Linked DNA regions of Oryctolagus cuniculus: region 2 is linked to region 1. The links are chromatin contacts, called in public Micro-C maps. All regions are on one chromosome and are shown on one strand. Each heading gives the region's core, a stretch centred on a gene start, on an enhancer-like site or on the middle of the called end of the contact. The rest is flanking DNA. Distances are from core to core; before and after follow the strand shown.

What was found. Hi-C and Micro-C count contacts between places; a contact is called where the count stands out from the background.
Region 2: a Micro-C map of ear pinna shows a contact between it and region 1, with 3 times the contacts expected there. The contact joins the enhancer-like site here to the promoter of CDS2 in region 1. A contact is called at or near these places in 3 of 6 Hi-C or Micro-C datasets (ear pinna, liver and an unstated tissue).

What each region holds. Positions count from the first base shown.
Region 1 is chr11:30,196,076-30,201,423 of mOryCun1.1, reverse strand. CDS2 (CDP-diacylglycerol synthase 2) reads right to left here and starts at 2,097. Exons shown (of 13, transcript XM_008256281.4): 1 at 1,734-2,097. The coding sequence starts at 1,790.
Region 2 is chr11:30,239,934-30,245,281 of mOryCun1.1, reverse strand. All of the region lies in intron 1 of CDS2 (CDP-diacylglycerol synthase 2), which reads right to left. Among named protein-coding and RNA genes, the nearest start is that of CDS2, 43 kb to the right of the region's middle. Within about 2 kb of position 2,876, at least 5 of the 8 cell types and tissues checked have an H3K27ac peak or open chromatin away from gene starts, as enhancers often do. A contact at or near this core is called in ear pinna, where this site is marked.

The DNA of each region.
Region 1 (5,348 bases), core at 848-3,347:
TCCGCCTTGCGGCGCAGGCACACCAGGTTCTAGTCCCGGTCGGGGCACCGGATTCTGTCCCGGTTGCCCCTCTTCCAGGCCAGCTCTCTGTTGTGGCCAGGGAGTGCAGTGGAGGATGGTCTAGGTGCTTGGGCCCTGCACCCCATGGGAGACCAGGATAAGTACCTGGCTCCTGCCATCGGATCAGCGCGGCGCGCCGGCCGCGGCAGCCATTGGAGGGTGAACCAACGGCAAAGGAAGACCTTTCTCTCTGTCTCTCTCACTGTCTGCCTGTCAAAAAAATAAAAATAAATAATAAATAAAAAAAAACTATTGGAGCCAGTGCTGTGGCATAGTGGGTTAAGCAGCTGCCTGCAGTGCCAGCATCCCTTATGGGCACCAGTTCAAGTCCCAGCTGCTCCACTTCTGATCCCGCTCTCTGCTATGGCCTGGGAAAGCAGTGGAAGACGGCCCCAAGTCCTTGATCCCCTGCACCCCATGGGAGACCAGGAAGAAGCTCCTGGCTCCAGGGGCCATTTGGGGAATGAACCAGCAGAAGGAAGACCCCTCTGTCTCTCTGCGAATCTGCCTTTCAAATAACTAAATAAATCTTTAAAAAAAAAAAACTATCTGAAACAGCATTTTTCCAACCATAACTGCTCTGTTGACATCCATCACCACATGGTGCCACTACTTGCTTCCTGAAGTCTCCCTAATGCCCCTTTCTTCTAGTGATCTAAGTACAGGCCACAGAAGTCGGTGCTGTGGGTCTGGTATAAGGCAACAGGGACAGTGCAATAATGATCGCCAAGTCCAGCCTACTGCTGCTCAGGTGAGAATGCGATGCCAGACCCTCCAATTACCCAAGGCAGGTAAGAAATTCAGAGTGTTGGGAGGATCTTCTGATTTTTAAGACAAAACATCATCTGTGGGCAACCCCCCAGCGTTAACCAGTCCCCATCACCCTAGCCCAGGCTCCCTCAGTGTATTCCACACACCAGGGCAAGATCAACTTCCAAATACACTGCTAACTACAAAAGCACCAATCCGACCGCCAAGTCCCAACCCTTCCGCTGCCATCCAGCGTCCACAGAATATCAGCCCCTGCCCACCTTCCCCCTAAACGAGAGGAGTCCGCTCCCCATCCTCACCCCGCCTCACAACCTGTGTCCCCGCCAAGATGGCCTCCTCCTTACCTTTCTCCTCTACCCCATCAGTGCCCACGCTTGGCGCAGCAAACAAGCCTGGCCAGGTGCACCCTGCAACACCTGCTGACCGCCGAGCCGCTCCACGGCGTGAATCAACACACCTCTCTGCTCAAAGCCAACGGATTTTTACTCCCCGGGAGAGATTTCGATCTCCCAGGAGGCAATGCCCTGTGGCCTTGTCTTGACTCCCTCAGCCTCAAAATAAATACATAACATGTTACAGGGGGCGCAGAGACTAAGTCGCGCCTCCCAGGAAGGCCTCGGGGAGCTAAGGGACCCCGACCGGCCCTGCGAGGGAGCCGCCTTGCTCGCAACCCCGGCGTGCTCCTTCCTGCGCCCCCCAGGTAGACTCGGAGCCCTGTCCCGGGCCCCGGTCCGCTGACCCGCGACGCGCGGGGGCCCCGAGGACCCTCTGCGCTGCCCAGGCCCGGGGCCGCCGCCGGCCGCGACAAAAGGGTCAGCGAGGCGACTCCTAGGTGCGCGCCCCACGCTGGGCCACCGGGGGCCGCCGCGGCCCGGCCGCGCCCACCACAACGCTGCCGCTACCTTGTCCTCGGGAACTGAGTCCGGCTCGCGGGCCACCCTCTGCCTCAGCTCCGTCATGCTGGTGAGCAGCGCGGCCGCCGGAGCGGGCAGCTCAGAGCGGGCGCGCGCGGACTCTCTCGGCCGGCCCAGTCCAGCCCCGGCGCTCTACAGCTCCGCAGCGGTTCACAGGCCCCTCCACAGCCGAGCCGACAGCTCCGGAGCTCGGCCCCGCCCAGCACCGTCGCCGCCGCACCAGCAGCAGCCCTTCCACTCCGGCCGAGCACGGTCTGCCTGCCCCAGCCCCGGCTGGCTCGCTCCTCCTCCCGGGAAGAGGGTTCGGAGCGAGCGCGCACGCGCACTGCCGCCATCACAGCCGGCGAGATCCACCAATGGTGCGAATATGCCAGGGAGGCAGGGCTGAGGGGCGGAGCCGAGCGGAGCGGAGAGGCGAGCGTTGGGTGGCAGCGTGAGGGGGCGGGAAGAGGCGTGCGTTTCCGAGCGAGATCAACCAATGGGAGCTGCCTCTTGACCGTGGTAGACTGGCGGGACGCCCGGGGTCCGGAAGGTAACGGGTTGCTGAGGGCTAGAGGCGCTGCCCAGGGCTCTCGCGCGCTTGGTACTCATGGCCCTCGGCTTCGGGTCTTCAGTGGCCAGGGCTCTTGCTTTTCACACCTGTGGACATTTGTGCGGCCTTAATTGGAGAGCCCAGGTCGGCCAGCCTGCCTAGGAGAAGGGAATCACGTGATAAGGAAACTTGGGACTGCGTGGCTTCGCCAAGCGGTCTCCAGCAATCACGCACGGAGCGCCGATTGTGCGTTAGGCGCGGAGCGGAGGCGTAGCTTTGGTTGTTTAGTTGCTCTAGTACACGTCCCAAGTGCTTGTTGAATGGGTGTGAAGCTCCTAAGGGGAAAGTGACTTCGCTTACAGCCCCACGGCTAGGCAGCAACGAGCTAACAGGAATCCGGACGCGGAGATATCTATCAGCGAGCTCCCCCTTTAACCTGCTTACTGTCCTGTACTGCCTGTGGCCTGCCCGGACTCACGGCTGCCTCTGTTCCAGCACTGCCTTCAGTGCCTCCGATTCACTGCCGCGTCAGGGATGCAAAGTTAGGATAACTACCCTTCACCATGTTGGAGTCTAACACAGAGAGACATCTGCACACAGAGGGGTTGCTAGTTCCTATCACCAGTTTTGGCCCAAGCTGTGCGTTTTGGGGAAAGGAGTGAGAATTTCGAGAAGGGCATCAGATATTCCTGATTTCTATAGGAGCATGTTTGCATGTTCCCGTAACAGTCTAAATAGATTGGAAGGAGCACTGAACTCTGAACCCTGTTTCCTATTTAACGACATTGCCCAAACACTTCAGTTTTGTTTTTGTTTGTTTTGAAAGATACCACTCCCTTTGGGCCATAATTTATTACAAGAAAGTTTGCTTTTTGAGTCCTACATGGTCTTTCATTATTGATAAAAGTAAACAACATACTGATGGTAATTTGAAAACTCCTTTAATCTGAAAACCCTGTGACCACCACTTTGACCAATGTCAGTGATCACTTCCTGACCTGGAGAGCAGTTGGCTTTTTAAGATTTATTTTATTTGAAAGGAAGAGTTTCAGACAGGCAGAGGCTGAGTGAGAGAGGGAGAAAGGTGTTCCATCTGATGTTTCACTCTCCAGATGGCTGCAATGGCCAGAGCTGTGCCTATCCAAAGCCAGGAGTCAGGAGCTTCTTCCAGGTCTCCCACATGGGTGCAGGGGCCCAAGCACTTGGGCCATCTTCTACTGCTTTCCCAGGCCATAGCAGAGAGCTGGATCAGAAGTGAAGCAGCCGGACACTGCAGGCGGCAGCTTTATCCACTATGCCACATCACCAGCCCCCAGGTCGCCTCTTGAGTAAATGAAGCTTCAAGGTTTATCAGCTGCAGGCCCTGAAAGTTCATCTTCTGGAACAGGTGGAGGTGTTAGTGGCCAGAGCCGCACCTCACTGTGAAAGCTCACATGGGAGTGAGTGAGCCTGAGAGCCGTTTCAGAAGCTCAGCTGTCTCCTTTCAAACCCAGCCTAAACCAATGTCAGAATGCCTGTGTGATTGCCACGAAGGACAATGACCTCAAACAGACCCGTGGTGACCTTCCTCATGCTCAGCCCTCCCAGGCAGAGTTCAGAACAAGTACATCCCGGAAGTCAGTGTCTGAAGAGCAGGGATCAGGTACTCAGACATGTCTGAAAGCCATGCTGATGCTGATGGGCTTTTAGGACAGCTCTAAGACCTTTCCCTCAACTGTAGAATGAAATCTTAAAATCTCCCTCCACCTCTTGCCCAAATAAGAATTTTGTTGCTTTCCATCACTTTGCACCTCCTGTCTACCTGATCTTCCCTGTTGCTCCTTATGTGAACTGTCTTCTAGGATCATTTCTTCCAGGGTTGGGACAGCAATTTCTTTTCGTTACACTCCTTAGTTGGTTCCATTGGTTTTAGATGCTATGTTGGTTAACAGAGGTCATTAACGTGGGATTCCTAGTCCCCTAGAATATGCAGGCTGACTGCAGGTTCTAAGCAGGCAGCTATTGCTGCAATTATTATTCTATAATTAAAACACTGCCCCTCATCTTGATCCTTGAAAACTGCAGTAAACAGTACAAATGGCATGAAAATTCTTCAATTCCCTGAATAGTCATTTCCCTTCTTTAGAGAATTGTCAATGAGCAATTCTTTAAACAAAAAAGGAATAAATTTGTTAAAGGACTGTCAAAAACAGGTTTATCCCTCATTTGCCTTTCTACTTCTTAGTCTGACAAATGTTCTCTTCTGACTCAGTTTCATAAGATGACAAACAAAATAGAATTGGGACTGGAATATGCGGAATTGTCAAAATTTGTAAACTCCAAATAATGTAAAGCTGCACTCCTGTGAACTTACTTTTTACATCATTAGTCATTCCATCTAAACTATGTCAGTATCCTCTAACAAGCAAAGGTCTTTTTTCAAAGCATTAATAGTCTCCATGAGGGCACAAGTGGCTATAAGCAGAACTATTAATCACACACGCTGTGAGAGTGTGTCTCAGGTCTCAGTCCTGATTGCTCATTAGCATTATCTGGGCAGCTTCTAAGGTATGCTAATGGAGAGAACCCACCAGAATAATCAAAGAAGAATTTCTGGAGATGAGGCCTGAGTGGGGATAAGTTTCTTCTTCTTCTCTTTTTTTTTTTCTTAATTTTCCCAAATGTGTCTAAGATATAACAAAGACAGAGTTACAGAGAGAGTTTAGAGACAGAGAGAGAGGTCTTCCATCTGCTGGTTCACTCCCCAGATGGCCACAACAGCAGAAGCTGCACTGATCCTAAGCCAGGAGCCAGGAGCTTCTTCCGGGTGCAGGGGCCCAAGGACTTGGGGCATCTTCTGCTATCCCAGGCCATAGCAGAGAGCTGAATCGGAAGAGGAGCAGCTGGGACCTGAACCAGCGCCCATATTGGAGGCCGGCACTTCAGGCCAGAGCATTAGCCCGCTGCACCCCATGAAGCGCTATTTTAAAAGTCATGTAGCATTCTGTCTTACAGATTTACTATAATTTACCTTCCAAAGGCGAATTTTGCTAGACTTGAAAGCTTCCAATTTTATGAGAATTATTAATAAT
Region 2 (5,348 bases), core at 1,627-4,126, 43 kb before region 1:
TGGAGCCCATCTTACTCTTCAGCAGAAACTCAGAATGATGCAAACTAGGAATCACAACAATCACATCACCTCTTTCGAGACTGTGTTACATACGTGTGCAAGCCCAGCAACAGCCAGGCAGTTTTAAGTTGCACTAACAATTTGAATTTCCCCGAAGAATGAACACAAACATGAAATTGAATGGGATTTCATATTATGTTTAATGGCCCAACAGTTTTATCAGATTATTGGTCAGTTTTTTTGCTATCTTCTGCCTTCCTTTAGACTGGCTTATGGGTGTTTTTATGCACTCCTGTCTTCCCCCAGCCTTCTGCAAACCTCTCACCCCAGTCACTGTTATTCCCAACACTCCCTCCCAGCACTGACATGATGGGGCCTTTTTTAATAAACACTTCCCCAGTTACCCAGAAGCTCCCTAAAAATGGTTCCACATACCTTCTCATTACAGCCCCATGCCTGACCCACAGAAAAACACTTACTAATGGATGCAAAGACAGGAGAGAGGGAAAGACAGGAATTCATTCCAGGTATGGCTAAGAGATACTCAGCCCCTGCCGCGTGGTGACAGCTATTTCTCCACTCACTGACAGCTGTGGTACAAACAGTGCAGACTGTGCATACAGAGACAGGCACCCACAGAGATGGCCTAGTCAGTAGGGCCAAAGCTCCTGACAACATGACTTGCTCCTTACTTTGTCCAGCTGAGCCAGGGGCCTCTGGACAAGCACTGCGGGGGCCTGCGTTGGTGTCCTCACCTCATAAAAAAGGCCTCCCTGTGGCGATGCCCTGAAGAGCTACAGCACACTCCCACCCAGGGCTATGCTGTACTCCACTGCCCCAAGAGGTTCTGAAATACTGCACCACCCCGGTGCTGTCCCTCTCTATTAGAGACAACAAGAGCCATGGCTCCCATTCTTTAGGGTACATTTACACCGGCACTTGGCGGCAGCCACCTGTAATACAAGGCCTGCGACCATTTGGCTCTGACCGCTGAAGCTTGGGCCATCGAAATGTGAGCACCCCAGCTCTGACAAGGCCAGACAGAGGCTCTCCGAAGCCACAACCACTGAGCTCAAGCACAGTAGGCAGGCAGGCAGGCAAGAGGGCACTCGCTGCTCCTACTCAGAGAAGGCCCCACACCGGGTTATTTTTAACTTGTGCATCCTGTTGTCAAGGAGACTCTCAAAGGCTGCTGGCTTCCCAGGCAGGGAAGGGCCGGAACAGAGCCCAGCAGCGGCCTGCAGGGGAAGGCCTGTGCTGAGTCTCGCAGGGCCATCCGGCCTCCTTTCATGAACCTTAGCCCAGCACTGTATTCTCTTAACCCTGACTGCTCCCTTCTTGCAGGAAGAGGTGAAGAGAAGAAAGGTATCCTGAGGCAGACTAGTAGAGGAGACAGAGAACTATCAGACACTGTGACTGTCCTTACTACCAAGATTTCAAGGTGACTGGGATGAACAAAGAAATGAAGGAAGGGCCCAGAAAGGACAAGCCTAAAGAAGAATCACTCTCTGGGCTGTACCTGCCTATAAGCCAGGAACATCAGGATTCACCCAAGCCTGCAGAACAAGCACTCTCGGAGCTAGATCTGGAGTCGCTGCCTGCACAGCAGACCAGCCCTACAGAGACCACCACACACCCACAGGCAGAAATGGGACCACAGGTGGGGGAAGTCAGCTAGCTCTCCTGACCCCCAGGTGTGGACATCACAGCAGAGTAGAAACCTTTAAGAACCTGCAAGCTGGCAGCTTCCTAACTCACTCTCATACCATCCCCAAAGTGAGGTGAAGGAAGCCAAGTGCTGGTTGCAGCTTCCACGGTGGACCTGGAAGGAGGGGGTGCTCAGGCCTAAGTTCTTGCCCAGAAGAAAAGTGGCAGACGCTGGGCCAAGAATCAGAGATGCTGAGCACATCTGTCAGTCTGCTCCTGCAGGGGATGGCGAGACAGGCAGATGTGCAGCAGGAAGACTCGGTAGGAGCCGGATACTGCTTCCCTGGCAACAGGGTTCTGCTGTACCACCCTTCCCAATCCCAGTCCACCAGGAATTTGACTACACAGGCGCATGAGTGCCTTCAACACCCACCCAGGCAACCTGAGCGCCCTTCCCAAGGGAGCTGAGGGGGACAGTGGCCATCAGCCTTGCTGGGGCCTGGTTGTTAATAAATTATTTGAGCTCAGCTTTTGCCTACCTGCCTTTCTCTCTCTCATCTGCAGGCCCAAGGTATCTGCAATGCAAAGGCTACCTGTTAAAGCAACAGTACTTGTCAGTGCTCTCCACAGCAGAGTGTGTGCACCACACAGTCCACTAAGGTGGGAGATCATTCTAGAGCTTACTTCTGCTTCTTTCCTGTGCATGCTTTTCATGCATATCAGTGCATGCAGATACCTTAATAAGTTAGCTGTAAACAGGGGCACACGCTGAACACAATATACACCTGCTGGGCACGGTGCTGTCAGGGGCTGTGGGCACTTGTTCACCACTGCACTGAGCAGTGTCTGGAACAGTGGGCACCCAGAGATTTGTTGAATTAATGAGCTCATCCATTCAACTTGAATTTCCATGGACCAAAGTGTCTATCTGCACTGACAATATGCTGGCACCCCTGAGTTCCAGTTCACAAGCCCCACATACTCCCCCATCTCCCCTGCCTCTGCAGAGGCTCTGGCAGCAGGACCAGACTAGTGTGTCCACTGCCACCTCAATGGTAGGGGGTGGGTGTGAAGGCCCAGCCCGGGGGCAGCACTTCCCCCTTCAGGCTATCTCACCACTCCCAGGCGGCCCCTCCTCCTTCCTTTCTGGCCCGGAACAGAGGACTATCTCAAAAAAACACCGCCCATCCTCCCACAGTTCCTCAGCACTTCCCCTAGGGTTGTGGCGTTGATGTAAACAGGAAACAAGAGCCTTGCTCTAAAAGGAAAGGGAAAGAAGCTCCTCTGGAGGCCCCTTTCCTTTCCGTTCATGCAGACTCTCACCTCCTGACAGGCAGAGGCACTGGGTGATGTGTTCTGGTACAAGGGCTTGGTGACAGCAGTCCGCACTTCTGGAGAAACTTTTGCTCAAAAAGCTCCCCCAACCAGCTTTCCAGGGCCCCTCTAACCTCACCCCACTGTGGGGTCCAGAACAGCATGGACCTTGCCTTCAACACAGGCAAGAGAAGCAGAGCATGGGAGAGGAAGTTCCTAGTGTCAAGGTGTGGCTCTGCCCGGGACCTGGCTCAGTCCAGCACAGCGTGTGTAGCAAGGGAGACAGCAGCCAGCCCAGGAAAGCAGGGCCGGGGGCAGGCTCTGAGGCTCCTTGCACTCAGGGCAGGCCTCCACTCCAGCGGCTCTCTAGGTGGACACCTCATGGGCTCATGTCCCGCCCGCCTCTTCTCACCTCCTCCTAATTCTCAGAATTTCCTGAAGGCCTGACCTGGGCTGACAAAGTGTCATTCTGAGGTTCCCTTTAGGTTATCAGTTGGTGTCAGGGGCCTATCCTCCTACCTCAGAACCTCTAAAGATGGCACAGTGACACCACCTGACCAAAAAGCTGTGGCTAGGGCTAGACAGAGAACCCTGGCAACCCGCCAGTCGGGCTCCAGGCAGGGGACACCCCACACCCCATTTCTTTACTGGTGCCAACTCAGCTTTATACCTTACTAATAACATATAATTTATAATATATATATTCTGTTCATGTTTGCCTAAAAGGAGCTAATAATTAGGGAAAGAAAATAAGTGGTGCCATTCATTAGGTTTCCCTGCTTTTTTTCTTTCATCTTCTGAGAAACCGCTTTAAAAAGTGGTGTTCAAGGCCCGGGTTGGTTACTTTTCCAACGACTCTGTCCTTTTCACTGGCATTGCATACTGTTAGGAAACTGGTGCAGTTTTAGCCACATGGCTGCAAGGCCCAGCTACCTGAGCCAGGCTCCACCCCCATCCTAATGGGATTCGCTGCTCCAGCTTCCCTGCCCGCCCTCAGGCAAAGTTTTAAAAGGGCCTGTTCCTGAACACGTGCTCTCTTGGTTCTCTCTTGACTCTTCTCTCTCGGTTCCTCTCTCTAGCCTCCTCTGGTCTCTTGGCTCTCTCTCTCGGCTCCTCTCCTCCTCTCGTCTCTTCTCCCTCTCCTCTGGCTCTCTCAAACTTTCTCTTTTTCCTTCACTGCCCCTTCACTCCGGTCTGTTGGGTGTTCCCCAATAAACCTTTTCCCTTACTCCAGTGTCCGGTGTGTTTTGAGATGGCTAACATTAATATGTAACACATACTACAAACTATTTCTTACACAGCTTTATATGCAAATTACAAACCTCCTGCTGGAGAAAAGCCATTACTCTGAGTCTAACCTTTCTACTAAATATCTGCCATTTTCTTAATCAAGGACAGTGGCCAGATGTCCAGGCAGTCAACTCCCCCACTCAAGTAGACAGGGCTCTGGAGAGAAATTGCCAGAGACAGGAGGGTCCTTAATAAGGACCGGAGACTCAAATATCCCTCTCAGAGCCAAGTCTGAGATCCTACTGGAATAAATATGTATGTGTATGTGTGTGTCTGTGCAGTATTGATAATAACAAAGGTATTCCTAGCCCTTCCTAATGTTAACCACATCTGAAGAGTTCAATTGTCAGAACAAAAGATCAAACATCCTTTGGCACAGTGGGTTAAGGCACTGCTTAGGATAGGATGTCCACATCTCTTATCAGAATGGCTGGTTGAGTCCTGGGTACTCTGCTTTGGATATAGCTTTCTGCTAATGAACAACCTGGAAAACAGGTGACAGGTAGCTCAAATATTGTTCCTGGCTCCTAGCTTGGGCCTGGTCCAACCCTGACTATTGGCAGGCATTTGGGGAATGAACCAGCAAATGGGAGACACCTCTATCTCTCTCTCTACCTTTTAAATAAAATAAATAACTTTAAAAAAGTGAGGAGAGGGGCCGGTACTGTGGCTTAGCAAGTAAAGCCACCACCTGCAGTGCCAGCATCTCATATGGGCACTGGTTTGAGTCCCAGCTGCTCCACTTCCAACCCAGTTCTCTGCTATGGCTTGGGAAAGCAGAAGATAGCCCAAGTTCCTGGGCCCCTGCACCCGCGTGGGAGACCCGGAAGAAGCTCCTAGCTTCAGATAGGTACAGCTCTGGCTGTTGCAGCCATCTGGGGAGTGAACCAGCGAATGGAAGACCTCTCTCTCTGCCTCTCTGTAACTCTGCCTTTCAAATAAATAAATAAATCTTAAAAAAAAAAAGTTCAGGGGAAATGAATTAAAAAACTAACACATCTCATACTCTCATTACCTCTTCCTTAGCTCCACCCATCAGCATGCTTAATTCTACCTCCAAAGCAGCTTTCAGCCACATCTACTCCCCATCCCCCAAG